Linked DNA regions of Sus scrofa: region 1 is linked to region 2. A link is a contact called in public Hi-C data. All regions are on one chromosome and are shown on one strand. Each heading gives the region's core, a stretch centred on a gene start, on an enhancer-like site or on the middle of the called end of the contact. The rest is flanking DNA. Distances are from core to core; before and after follow the strand shown. Region 1 holds the start of EPO (erythropoietin). Region 2 holds the start of TFR2 (transferrin receptor protein 2).

The links. Hi-C and Micro-C count contacts between places; a contact is called where the count stands out from the background.
Region 1: a Hi-C map of epiblast stem cells shows a contact between it and region 2, with 4 times the contacts expected there. The contact joins the promoter of EPO here to the promoter of TFR2 in region 2. A contact is called at or near these places in 2 of 47 Hi-C or Micro-C datasets (embryonic fibroblasts and epiblast stem cells).

What each region holds. Positions count from the first base shown.
Region 1 is chr3:8,615,033-8,621,977 of Sscrofa11.1, forward strand. It overlaps EPO (erythropoietin), which reads left to right and starts at 5,476. Exons shown (of 5, transcript NM_214134.1): 1 at 5,476-5,607; 2 at 6,148-6,290; 3 at 6,514-6,600; 4 at 6,837-6,945. The coding sequence starts at 5,595.
Region 2 is chr3:8,552,179-8,559,321 of Sscrofa11.1, forward strand. TFR2 (transferrin receptor protein 2) reads right to left here and starts at 1,815. Exons shown (of 19, transcript XM_003124374.5): 1 at 1,734-1,815; 2 at 534-593; 3 at 43-292. The coding sequence starts at 566. It overlaps ACTL6B (actin-like protein 6B), which reads right to left. Exons shown (of 12, transcript XM_013995471.2): 8 at 6,948-7,062; 9 at 6,756-6,836; 10 at 6,549-6,644; 11 at 6,252-6,338; 12 at 2,144-2,481. The coding sequence ends at 2,365.

The DNA.
Region 1 (6,945 bases), core at 4,226-6,725, 67 kb after region 2:
AGCTTCCCAGAAGGAACAGTGGAGGACACTGGAGGAAGCTGAGGAATATCCTGGAGAGTTGGTCTCCAGGACTCCCACGTGAGGACAAACAGCAGGGAGAGTGAAGTGAGGGCGCAGTGATGACCGCTGGCCTTTACCAATTACTCCGTGCTGGCCAGCATGTAATCCCAGGACAGTCCTGGCAAGTGACTGCTATCATTTTTGCCATCCCCAGGCTCAGAGATAAAGTCACTTGTCTAAGTCAGGTGCTTGGTAAGTGGCAGAGTTCAGGCCGCTAATCCGGGCTGCCTTGTTTACCGGACAACCCTTGTCAGGCTGCTGAAGCACAGAGCTGCTACTAAGAATAGAAACCCAGGGGTCTGGTTCACTGCTTACTCTGTGGCCAAGAAAGCAGAACTTGCCTCAGTTTCTCCAAACTGACCTTTGCACAGGACTTTCTTTGGTTGTCCAGCAGGAATCCCTTCTCCAGAGTCCGTGCTCCCTTCCCTGTTCCCCAAGGGCCAGGAAGCCCTCCCCCCAACGCCCTCTGAGGTCCCCAGCCGGCCACCTCGCTTCCCAGCACAGAAGGTCTTCCGGGCCTCTGGCTGAATTCCCGAGGCCCAGAAGAGAAGCCACTGCTTGGAAAGGAGGAGGAGGAGAGGTCTGGAGGTCCCTCTCGTCCCCAGCACAACTCCAGGCAGCTGGGACTTCATGCTGCCTGGGGGTCTGGACAGCCCCGGGGGATGGGGGGCTGTAAATCTGCTTCTTGGCTTTTTCAATCTGAACTGGCTGCCAGGAAGACTCCAGGGAACAGAGCCTGCCTCCACCCCCGCCATCCTCTGGTCACAACCGTCCCTTTTCAGACCCTGCCTCAGCAGCTGCCTGCTCAAGAAGTAGATGGTGGCGTCTCAAGCCCCCTCGATTCCAGAGGGAGGTTGTCCCGGCCTGGCTCCAGCACGCATTCGGAGGCTGAGCAGCTCACTTCCTCCCTCGAGACCTCCGGTTTCTCTGGCCAAGGTGCCTGGAGTGGAGGGAGCACGTAATGCAAGCCACACGCAAGCCATGACCACACAGAGGCAACATGCTAGGTGCCCAATGGCACCAAGGTGAACAAGATCTGCCGCACACGGTCCTTTGCTCTCTTCTCTGATTAACCTGTGCTGCCTGACTCCAGAGGGTACCATTCTCATCAGGGTCTACATGAGTGGCACTTCTTGGAGCTGGGTCCTGAACCTTGTCAGTTGTACATGGTGGTCTGGGCAGGAGAGACCTAAGACACATACATAAAGGATGGCAGCTGAGATGGGGAAGACAGCTTTCTACTCGGGTGTCAGGGAGGGCTTCACAGAGAAGGTAATGCTTGGGTGGAGGCTTGAAGGACAGGGAGAGATAGTGTGGGAGGGAGATCCAGGTGGATGACACAGAGTGAGCAAAGGGCAGGAAGCAGCAAACCATCCAACTAAGTCCATGTGAGGGGGGAGTGGGAACGAGCCAAGTGGGAGAACAGGCTGTAGAGGCAGGTGGATGGCAGCACACAAAGGGTCTTCGTTCAGAGGCGACTGGGAGCCACTGCAGGCTCCTGCTCAGGGGACTGATAGGAACAAGGCCACTGAATGAGAAAGTTACTCTAGTGACACAGCTGGGGATTCACCTGGGGGGAAGAGACAGTGAGGAGACCCTCTGCAGTGGTCCTGGCGCTGGGCCAGCACTACGCCAGAGAAATGCAAACAGGCAGATGGAGGGGGCACTGGTAGGGGTTGATGGGTATCAGAGGGAGAGCCCCAGATAGCTTCCTGCTCTTCAGGGCCCCCTGCTGTCAAGGATGGATAGATGGACCCTGCTGGGCAGTATCCAAGAGCACCTGTGCTGAAGCTGGCCCCCAAACCAGCCTCTGCACCCTGAGTGGAGTTACGACAGCTCAGGGATTGGGTGCAGGGTGTACTGAGATACTGTCCTCTATTCCCTCTCCCAGGCTGCAATTGTAGCTCTCTCCAAAAGCCCCAGGAGATGAGCCAGGACGACTCTGTCAGCAGTCCCCAGCACCTAGGGGCTAGTGCTCAGGGCCCATCTCCCTTCCTTTCTCAAAGGCAGGGGCCTAGGGACCTCTGACAAGTTGCTGTCAGGAGAGAAGCAGGTCCCACAGCCTGAATGACTCTTCCTCTCCTCCCTCTCCTCTGGCTGCGTCTACCTCCCCATCTGTTCCTGGCCCCCTCTCCATGGTCAGGTCAGGGCAGTGACGCAGGAGTCAGGAGACTGGGAGAGCAGAGCCTGGGGGGTGTGGGGGAGTCGGGACAGAATGCATGTGTGGACGTGTGTGGACGTGAGTGTGCGTGTGCTCGTCCCACAGCTGGGATCTGGGAAGGGAGCAGAATTGGGCTTTGAGGGCCAAGTGAGGCTGGGAGGCTGCCTGGGTGCTGAGAGGGAAACTGGGACCAGAGGGCATAATGGGGTGTGCAGACCAGCAGCCAGTACACCACGTTCAAGGGGGGCCCCCAGAGCAGGATCAAGGTGAGCAGAGGGCAGGGGAGCAGGGTCCGAGCAAGTCAGACCCTTATTATTTCCTATTACTTCCCCAAAGCTTCTGTCTCCCTGCCCTTCCCGTTCATCTTTCTGAACCCCTCTTTGAGAATGCCCTTTCCCCAACCAGTTACTCATGGCTCCCTCCATCATCTTCTCAACAGGCATCCCTTCCTGATTCATTTAACACTGCCCCCTCCTTCAACACTCCCGGGCCTTTTCTCTTTAGTCATTTTTGCCATTAGAGATCCTCCATCTTTTATTCATTTTTGTGTTTATCATCCATCTCTCCACTAGAATGTCAGTTCCACCAGGCAAGGCCAGATCCTAAACTGGCTGAACCACAAAAGAACTCCTGGTAAGCATTCTTGTCTGCTTCAATCACTGCTCCAACCCCAGGTCCCTGGCCAAGAGTAGGTACTCTTACATGTGTATTTCTTTTTTAAAATTTATTTTATTTTTAGGGGAGTTCCTGTCGCAACACAGCAGAAACAAATCTCACTAGGAACCATGAGATTGCGGGTTCAATCCCTGGCCTCACTCAGTGGGTTCAGGATCCGGTGTTGCCATGAGCTGTGGGGTAGGCTGAAGACACGGCTCAGATCCCACGCTGCTGTGGCTGTGGTGGAGGCTGGCAGCAACAACTCCGATTAGACTCCTAGCCTGGGAACCTCCATATGCTGTGGGTGCGGCCCTAAAAAAGACAAAAGACAAAAAAAAATTATTTTATTTTTAGGGCTGCACCTGCAGCATATGGAAGTTCCTAGGCTAGGGGATGAATCAGAGCTGCAGCTGTCATCTATGTCACAGCTTTCGGCAACACAGTATCCTTAACCCACTGAGTGAGGCCAGGGATCAAACCTGCATCCTCATGGATACTAATTGGGTTCATAACCCGCTCAGCCATAACAGGAACGCCCACATGTATATTTCTTGAGTGAGTGAATGACTATTTCCCACTCTTTCCAAACAAAATCCAAATTCTTCAGAGCGGCATTCACGGCCCTTTGCAGCCTGACCCTTCCCTAACAGTACTCTAGCCCCATCTCCACCTCTCCTCCCACAGCCTCCACCCCAACTAGGCAATGGACCAACCTCCCCCACCCACCTCACATCTCTTCCCATTGAAATCTTACCCACCCTTCAAGGCTGAGCTTGTTGTTACCTCCTGTATCAAATCTCCCTTGATTCCCTCTGCTGGAAGTGAGCTCCCCTCTTCCAAACTCTTACAGCTCAGATCTGTACACCTCAGTCCTCCAGGCCCCATGGACCCCCCCCTTCTCTCTACTGTAAGCTACAAACTTCAGGAGGCAGGAGGCAGGAAGCAGGGTTCAACACATCTTTTGGTCCTGAAAATTTTGTAGTCAATTGTCTTGCACTAAGAAGACACTGAATGCATGAATAAGGTATCTCTAATATCATGGGACTGGGGAGGGAGTGAATGTATAAATATCCACCTGTATTTGTAGGACTTCCCTGCCTTTTTTTTTTTTTTTTTTTTTTTTTTTGGCTGTGCCTAAAGCATACAAAAGTTTCCAGACCAGGTAGGTATTTAACCTGCACCACAGCAGTGACAACACTAGATCCTCAACCCCATGTGCCACCAAGGAATTCCAGACTTCCCTGACTTTTTTTTTCTTTTGGTCTTTTTAGGGCCACACTTGTGGCATATGGAAGTTCCCAGGCTAGGGTTGAATCAGAGCTGCAGCTGCCAGCCTATGCCACAGCCACAGGAATGCGGGATCCGAGCTGCATCTGTGATCTTCATCACAGCTCATAGCAAAATCGGATCCTTAACCCACTGAAAGGGGCCAGGGATTGAACCTTTGTCCTCACAGATACTAGTTGAGTTCGTTACTCCTGAGCCACAGTGCAGACTTCTCCGTCTTTTATGAGAACTGCATGAGCTGGGACTGGTGTTTTCATGACACCCTTTTCACAGATGAGAGCACTGAGGTTCAGGGACTCAGACTCACTCCTTTCCAAGGTTTGAGAGGCTAGCTAGCCTTGGATTCCTGCTCCCCAGACCTGAACCCCTGCCTCAGGGCTTCCCAGAAGCCACAAAATTTAGCTGCAAATTCTAAGTGCCCTCACTCTGGGGGTTAGCTCTATACTAGAGCTCTTAAAGAATTTTGTGGGAGTTACCATCATGGCTCAGCAGAATCGAGTCTGACTAGCATCCATGAGGATGCAGGTTCGATCCCTGGTCCTGCTCAGTGGGTTAAGGATCCAGTGTTGCCATGAGCTGTGGAGTAGGTCAGAGATGTGGCTTGGTGAGGCCCTAAAAAGACCCCCCCCAAAAAAAGAATTTTGTCACACAGATTAGCCTAAAAGTTCAGTATCTGGCTTTTCAGGGTCCTAGAAGGGGGGGAGAAGACCCCCCAAATTTCTTGCTCTGTGCGGCCCCCACTAAATTCCTCAACAAAACGACACTAGTTTCTAGAACAAGAACTGGGATTTTGAGGAGGCCACTGGTGTGCCCCACCAGCACCTTTTCGGCTTCCACACCCAGATGCCTTGCAGTCCCAGCTCTGAGTCTCCGCCCAAGATGGGGACACCCCCTTCTCCAGAGGGCCGTCGGGGTCACCAGTCTTTCCCAGAATGGCACTGCTTTCCCAGCGCAGCCTTCTGCCCATCCAGCTGAGAGCACCCACCTGCACCTTCAGGAACTCAGGGATCGGGCGGGTAGCCCCGTGCCCCGCACCCGCGCCCGCTGGTCTCACTCCCCTGAGGGCCCCCGACCCAGGCGTCCTGCCCCGGCTCTGACCCCTCCGGCCCACACCTCCCGCGACCCCTCACGCACACAGCCTCCCCCCAACCCCCCACACGCACGCACACAGCTGATAACAGCCCCGACCCCCGGCCGCCGCCGCAGTCCCCGGGCCAACCCCGGCCCGTCGCCTCGCCTCGCCGTCCTCCGGACCCTGGCTGGGGGCCCTGAGGCGCTCTGTTCCGACCCCGCCTCGGGGGTCCCGGACAGCAGCCCCCTCCTTAGGGCGGAGAGGTGGCCCTGTCCCGCCAGGCTTTCCAGGATGCGGGCTCCCGGCGCCGGCACCCGCCAAGCCCCAGGACGCTGAGGGGCCGGGCGAGGCGCGGAGATGGGGGCGCGCGGTGAGTACTCCCGGCCGCCCGCCCAGCCCCTGTTTGAGGAGGAATTTACCGCTGGGGCTGTTGGCCCCGAGGGGGCTAGGTTCAAGGACCTGAGACTTGCCAAGGACCCCGGAAGGGCAAGGGGGGTGGGGCAGCCTTCACCTGCCGGCGGGGCTTGGGGAGTCCCCGGGCAAGTCGAAACCTGAGCTGGGACCGGGTGGAGGTTTACAGGTCCAGGGGAAAGAGGGGCTGCTATGTGGGTGACGAGAAAGCTGATACCTGGACCTGGGAGCAGCAACCCGGATCTGCGAGAGGGGAAGCCTCTGTCACACCGGGATTGAAGTTTGGCCGGGACAAGTGGATTCCGGTAGTTGGGGGGTGGGGTGTGCACGCGGCCGCGGGATTGAATGAAGGCAAAGGAGGCAGAGCCTGCGCGCTCGCAAGGTTGGGGTCGGGACGGCTGGCTGGGGGCCAGGCGGCCGGATGGGTGAACCTGTCCGTCTAAACCAACCCTTCTCCTGCAATGCCCAGCCTCACATTCAGCCTGGCTCTCTTTCCTAGAATGTCCTGCCCGGCTGCTTCTGCTGTCCTTGCTGCTGCTTCCTCTGGGCCTCCCAGTCCTGGGCGCCCCCCCACGCCTCATCTGTGACAGCCGAGTCCTGGAGAGGTACATCTTGGAGGCCAAGGAGGGCGAAAATGCCACGGTGAGGCCCCTCCCCAGGATCTTCCACAGGTCTCATTCTCAGGAGTTCAGGGTCTCCTCCAAGATCCAGGAACCTGGAACTGGTTTCAGGGGTGGAGGTGGGGAGCCAGAGCCCCCAGCAAAAGTGATAAAAGTGGTAGTCCCATCACAAATCTGGAAGCTAGGTAAGGGGCAGGGCCGGCAGGAGCCCTTGGGGCCCCTGACTCCAGGATTGTGCATTGCAGATGGGCTGTGCCGAAAGCTGCAGCTTCAGTGAGAATATCACTGTCCCAGACACCAAGGTTAACTTCTATGCCTGGAAGAGGATGGAGGTGAGTTCCTTTTTCCCGTTCTCTTGGGAAGTCTCATTTGGGGAACCTCATAGGGTGGGAAGGAGAATGACAGTGAGAGAAAAAACGGAGCAGCAAAGATGAGGGCTGAATGGAATCTGTTAATTCGTTCATTCATTTGTTCATTCATTCAACAAAACTTGTGTTGGCTTGGGGCCGCTGAGAAGGAGGGAGGGGCTGGCTTGGGCCAGCTGACTCTGAGTCTCTGGTCTCTTCAGGTCCAGCAGCAGGCCATGGAGGTCTGGCAGGGTCTGGCCCTGCTCTCAGAAGCCATCCTGCAGGGCCAGGCCCTGTTGGCCAACTCCTCCCAGCCATCTGAGGCCCTGC
Region 2 (7,143 bases), core at 565-3,064:
CCCCAGCCCAGACCCTCCACTGGGAGTGGGCCTGAATCTTACCCCCGGTGAAGATCAGCAGGGCGGTCAGGACCAGGTAGGGGGCGGCTCTTCGTCCTGCTGCCCAGAGCCCAAGGCTTTGCCGAGCTGGTCGAGAGCCCAGGGGCTCGGGGCCCCTCAGCTCCATGGGGCAGAAGTGGGAGGGTGGCTCAGCCCCCTCCTCCCCGTCTTCCTCCTCCTCCTCCAGGCGCCCCTGCTGGGTGCCCTCCACAAGCTTGTAGATGGTCTGGGAGGGTCGTGGGGACCACCTTTGCTGTGGGGGGTTCAATGGCTGTGAGATTGGGGAAAGAGGCCTGGGGAATGGGGAGGAATCTAGCGATAATAGGGTCAGGGACTTTGGGGTGCCATGAAACTAGGCAGGAGAGAGGGTCCTGAGAGGCGGGCTGGAGGGGAGAGTTGGAGGTGGGAAGGGAAGGGGTCAGCCTTGGGGTCTGTGGGGGAGCTGAGAACCTGGAGAGAAGGCCTAAGGGTCTCCCAATCCCACTCGATCTTACCACTCTCTGGAGTACACCCCAAAGCCGCTCCATGCTCGTGTCCTTCCTGAGCCCTGCAGGCTGTGCCCCCCACCAGTGATAAACCGTTTGTGGGAGCCCCCAGAGGCCCCTTATCAGCCCTGGCAGGCAGCCTGAGCCCAGACCGTTCCTCGCTTCCCCCACTCCCAGGGTTGGGGCACAGTCCTGGCTTTAGTCCAGCCTTCCAGGCATGGCCCCCCCGGCTCAGGCTAGAGGACGAGGGGCTGTGCCCTCCCCTGCCAATCCCTCCACAGTTCACTCCTGCCCTCTTCCTGCAAAACAATCAATTTTTTAACCTTGGGGCAGACTTTGGCCTCTAGTTCCCGGCAGGGCTGGGGGAGGAGGGCTGATGGCTGGGGAGGGTGGAGATGTGGGTGACCCCTCTTCCCTCCTGCTTCCTCCCCTCCCAGTGTTCTTGGGGACCCCCTCCTAAGCTCCCCACCATGAACACCTCTGCCCCTTCCTCATCTTGCTTACAGGCTCCCCAGTACCCAAACCCTGTAACACATAAGCTGCCCTCCCTGTCTGGACTCCTGCCCCAGTGGGAACCCTAGTTGAGGGGCCACGTGGTGTGACCTGGGTTTTGGTCTGGCCATGTGTTTGTTCCTTTGCAATCAGACTGAAGGGGGTGGGGGTGCAGGCTCCTGTGGGCTGCTGGGGTGGGAGGTGCAAGGGTGGGAGCACCTGGTCAGGCAGGACTGGTGAGTGCTCCAGGACCAGGGCCCGCCTGGAGTCAGGGAATCTGTGGATCAGGCCCCCTCAAGCAACGATGGAGAGAGTCCTGGCCATGGAATAGGCAGAGCTGGGTGACCCTGGACAAGTCATAGTCCTCTCTGGGCACCTGCACCTCTTTGACGACCAAAGGATTTGGACCACATGGGTTTCTACAGCTTTGGGGTCGAGGGACCTCACAACACATCACAGGCACAAACTGCTAAGCCTTACCTACAATTTCAGGCAGGGGCGCAGGTCCCTGAGCCCCGCAGAGGACCCCAAGACACGCAGCTCTAAAATGGAAGGGCTCAGGGGCCCGGATGTCAGGGGTCTCCCTGGGAAACCTCAGTGCCTACCCAAGTTGGGAGAGAAGTTCTCAGCTGCTGGGGCGCACTGTGCCTCTGTCCCCTCCCCACTCTTCTCACTGCCTATAACGCCCTGGGAAAAGACAGCGGTCGGTCGGCTCACCTGAGCTGTCGGTCCTGGGGTGCTTAGGTGCAGCCTCTCCTGAGGCCCGAAGCCCGGCCCACCCCAAGCCCCACCCCTCGCGCAGGCCCCGCCCCTGGGCCGGGCCCTCGGTTCCGTCCCGCCCCTGACGCCGCATCCCCTTCGCCAACTCCCATTTCCAGCCCCGACTCTTGCTCCTCGCTGGGGATTTCATTGAGGGGCTCTACCCGGTTCTCGCTGCGCGATCCTCCCTGGATTGCGGCCCCTTTGAAACCTGAGGCGTTCGTGGCTCCTGCCGCACTGCCCCCGCCCTCAGACCTTGCCCTGGCGTCCACCGTGCGATGCCACACCGCGGATTTAGGTGTGGCCCTCCCCTCTTCTCCCTCCAGAACCCTGACCCCACTGCCCACCCCTAAAGAGGCCAAACTTCCTTTTTCTTAAAACGTTTTTACTCCGTTCGACAACGCAATCTAAGAGGACGAGCGGGAAGGGGAAGAAAAGGGGGCGGTGGGAGCGTTGGGAGCTTGCGGTGCCGAGGCGGGGAGGCGGGGGGGGGGGCGGGAAGAACGGGGGCGGGGGTTAACCCTCTCCTTCCTTTCGCGTCCCCTCCCCCACTGCTGCAGGCAGGCCTGTGGGTGAGGAGGGGGCGCCCTCAGGGGCACTTCCGCTCCACGCACTGCTTCCCGCCCTCCTCATATTCCTGCTTGGAGATCCACATTTGCTGGAAAGTGCCCTGGGTCGGGGGACGACACTGGCGGTCAGGGAGGCCCTGAAGGAAGAGAGAAGCGCCTCCCCACACTCCACGCGTGCAGGCTCGACGCCCCGGAACCCTCCTCCGGGCCTCCCTGCCTCTCAATCCCACATCCCTCCCGCGACCACCAGCCTGCCCCATCTTCCAGTCCACCCCTTCGTAGTCAGAGGGCGAACACCCGCTGCCTGTCGTTCAATCCAGGATTCATTCATTCAACAAGCATCTACTGAGCACCTGTTCAATAGCTGTTTCCCAGCTGGGAGGTGGTGCTTACAGACCCTGGCCAGTGGCCAACGCTCCATACCTCTTCTTCTCCAGGTACCCTATAGGGCCTAACAAACATGTCAAGTCTCCCTACTTCCCAAGAAAATCTTCTCTCCACGCGCCTCACCAATGGACATCACCTAACATCAGGATGGGGCTGTCTTTACTCCCAAGTGGCCCCCGCCCCCCTTGAAACCTGCTCCTTGAGAGTCTCTGGTCCTGGGCATTTCAGGCTGTACCCACTCTTTCATGGTTTCTCTGCCTCTGCCTGCAAGTGTGTGTGTGTGTGTGTGTGTGTGTGTGTGTGTGTGTGTGTGTGTGTGTGTGTGGCTCTGCTTCTGTCCTGGGCATTTCAGGCTGTACCCACTCTTTCATGGTTTCTCTGCCTCTGCCTGCAAGTGTGTGTGTGTGTGTGTGTGTGTGTGTGTGTGTGTGTGTGTGTGTGTGTGTGTGTGTGTGTGTGTGTGTGGCTCTGCTTCTGTCCTGGGCATTTCAGGCTGTACCCACTCTTTCATGGTTTCTCTGCCTCTGCCTGCAAGTGTGTGTGTGTGTGTGTGTGTGTGTGTGTGTGTGTGTGTGTGTGTGTGTGGCTCTGCTTCTGTCCTGTGGCTCAAAGAACACGCCTTCCTGGACCATGTCATCTGCTAGGGTTTGCTCCTGCTCCTGTGCCAAAGCTCCACCCTTCCCACCATCTCTGGTTCCCAGTTTGGATCTCCATGCTGAGCTCCAGACCCTAATACTCAGATGTCTTTTGGACACCTCCTCCTTAGTGTCCCAAGGGACCTCACCCTGGACATGTCCACAGCTGCATTCACCATCTTCACCCACGCCTGCCCCAAACCTGCTTCTTTGACCTTTCTCACCTTCCACAGTTGCCCTGTCCAAACCCAGGGGTCCCTTGCCACACTGAACACTTGAAATTGAGCTACCGAGCACTCGAAGTGTGGCTAGTCCTGTCAAATACGCACCAGATATGGAAGACTAAGTCCAGAAAAAAGAATGTAAGGCACCTCCATTTTTATATTGATGATATTTAAATTATATTTTTGATGTATTGGATTCAATACTATATATATATATATATATATATATTTGGGGGGGGCATGCCTGTGGCATGCAGAAGTTCTCAGGCCAGGGGTTGAACCTGCACCATAGCCCTGACCCAAGCCACAGCAGTGACGATACCAGATCCTTAATCCACTGAGCCAGTAGGAGAACTCCAAATACAATATATATATATATATACTTTTTCTTTTTAGAGCAGCTCCTGCAGCATATGTAAGTTCCCAGGCTAGGGGTCAAACTGGAGCTGCAGCTGCCAGCCTACACTACAGCCATAGCAATGAGATCCGAGCCACATGTGTGACCTATGCAGCAGCTTGTGGCATACTATCCTCATGGGTACTAGTCAGAGTCTTTTATTTTTTTTATTTAATAATGAACTAGTCAGAGTCTTAACCTGCTGAGCCACAATGAGAGCTCCCCAAATATGATATATTCTTTTTTTTTTTTTTGTCTTTTTGCTATTTCTTTGGGCTGCTCCCACGACATATGGAGGTTCCCAGGCTAGGGGTCGAATTGGAACTGTAGCCACTGGCCTACGCCAGAGCCACAGCAACACCAAATTCAAGCCGCGTCTGCAACCTACACCACAGCTCACGGCAACACCGGATCATTAACCCACTGAGCAAGGGCAGGGACCGAACCCGTAACCTCATGGTTCCTAGTCGGATTCGTTAACCACTGAGCCACGACGGGAACTCCCCCCAAATACAATATATTCTTATTTTTTGGACTGTTTTTAAAAAATGGCTACTAAAATTTTTGAAATGACATACGTGGCTCCCATTACACTCCTGTTGGACAGCACTGCCAGGAGCCAGCATCCTGGGCCTCACCCTTGACCCTCTCCTTCTTACCTTGCACATCCAAAGAGTGTCCACATTCTGTCAGTCCGAACTCTGAGAAGCTGCCAGTTCCACCCCCCCAGTATCCGCTCCTCTGTCAAATCCAGGTCACAGTAGAGACCACAGTAGCCTCTCCAGTCCACTCTCCGCTCTGCAGCCCAAGCGAGCTTCCCAAACTCAGATCCCACAGCATCTGCCCATGGCCTTTGGCTTTGCCTGGCTTCCCCATGGGCCATGCACCCTCTCTCCCGCTTTGTCTCATGAGTTCTTACTCATTTCAGCTTGAAGGGTCCTCAGAGGTCCTTCATGATCCCTGAGCCACATCAGGTCCTCCTTTGACAGAACTCCCAACACTTTGGTTTTTTTGTTTGTTTGTTTGTTTGTTTGTTTGTCTTTTTTGCCTTTTCTAGGGCTGCTCCCACGGCATATGGAGGTTCCCAGGCTAGGGGTCAAATCGGAGCTGTAGCCACCAGCCTACGCCAGAGCCACAGCAATGTGGGATCCGAGCCACATCTGCAACCTACACCACAGCTCACAGCAACACCGGATCCTTAACCCACTGAGCAAGGGCAGGGATCGGACCCGAAACCTCATGGTTCCTAGTCGGATTTGTTAACCACTGAGCCACGAGGGGAACTCCTTAGGAACTCCCAACACTTTGTGGCGACCTCCTGCTTGTCTCGGCTTCCAGACTGTCCCCACTCATGGAGGCAGGGACTAGGTCCAGACGTCTGTCCACTTCAGGCACACGGGAGGCCTGGGGCAACTGGTGACTGGCATGCTCCCAGCTCTGAGTTAATTTCAGACCGTCAGCCTCCTGTTGTTCTGACCCTTGCTTCTATCTCTTTGGGGGCACCCCCTCCAGTGGGTGTCCTCCTTGTCCTGTCATCACCTTGCTCTCCTCTCTGTGTGGCTGACACTCCTCAGATACAGTTTGCATCTGCAGCTCTCTGCTCTGGAACCAATCTGCCTACTGCCTTCTTCTTCTTCTTCTTTTTTTTTTTAATTTTTTGGCTATCCCGCGGCATTTAGAGTTCCTGGGCCGGAGGTCAGATCTAAGCCATTTGTGACCTACACTGCAGCTGTGGCAATGCTGGATCCTTAACCCACTGTGCCGCGCCAGGGATTGAACCTGCATCCCAATGCTCCAGAGACACCCCTGATCCTGCTGTGCCACAGCGGGAACTCCTGCCTGCCTCCTCCTGTTTGCCCCTTTCTCGCTACCCCATCCACACTACTACCCGGGACTACAGAAAGAGCCTGCTGGCAAAGTCCCCTTGCGTCCAGCTCTTACCCTGATCTCCAAAGACTCATGTCTGACATAATCTTCCCAAACGTGCCTGTGGCAGTCACACCATCTTTCTCCAAGCAGTCAGTGTCCCGCCCTGGCCTATAAGACCACTATGACCTCATCCCAGCCAGCCTCTCCAGCTTCCTCTCCTCCGCTCCCAGATTTGTGTCCTGATGTCGCATCCGCCTTTCCAGGAGCACTGACTTCCCTTTCATCAAAATAAATGCTTGTTGAATGAATGAATGAGGAGGCAGGCAAGGCGGCAGGGGCCGTCTGGATCTGCCCCTTCCCCACATTCGGTGCTAGGCCAAGCCCTTCCCTCTCACCAGTGAGGCCAGGATGGAGCCACCAATCCAGGGGCTGAACTTGCGCTCCATGGTGCTGTTGCTGGCGATGAGCTTCAGTCTCATGCTCTGAGGGGAAAGAGGGGCTGGGGGAAGCCGACACCTGGGTTCTGGGAAGGGTCAGGGCTGGGGGTGGGGAGCACTGGGAAGCCACAGCAGGCAGCCATCTGCTCTGGTGGCCAGAACACTCCCTCCACGCGTGGGAAGGAGGAAGGACTCAGTCCTGAAGGACTAAGCCAGGACTGGAGTCCAAGGCCCTGGCCACGCATGGGCTCCTACCGGTGGAGTCTTCTGGGAAAGTTCTCGATTGAGCCTGTCAGTGAAGCCCTGGAGCAGTGTGTTCCCTCCAGTGACAATGACACTGCCATACAGGCCCTGACAACAGGGAGACGGAGTGAACCGTCAGGGAACGTCCCCTCCCTGCCACCCCGCCCCTCACAGACACACTTCTGGGCCACCCCACCCAGACACAGGCTTGGGCCTCACCGGGCGAATGTCAATGTCACACATGCCGATGCTGGTGGTCACCACGTGGCCCACGCCCAACATGGTGTTCCCCGACAGGCCCTGTGAGAAAGGTGACTGGACTTTGGGCCCTCTGTCCCCTCTCCCCAGACCCAAGTGATCCTTCCCAGCTTCCCCCACACCCTGAGGTCCAGGGACTCCAGCCAGCCTCACCTTGACATTGGAGGGATCGAACAGGCCCTCAGGGATGCGCAGTCGCTCGGCACCATAGTCGGTGTTGTAGCCGTTGGGCATCTCATAGTGCACTGTGGGCATCTGCGCAGCCACCCTACCCAGGAAGGAGCAAGGCTCTGCTTGGGGGTGCTCTCAAAAGACCAGAGGTCGCCGCTGAACCCCAGGCTGGCCGCCC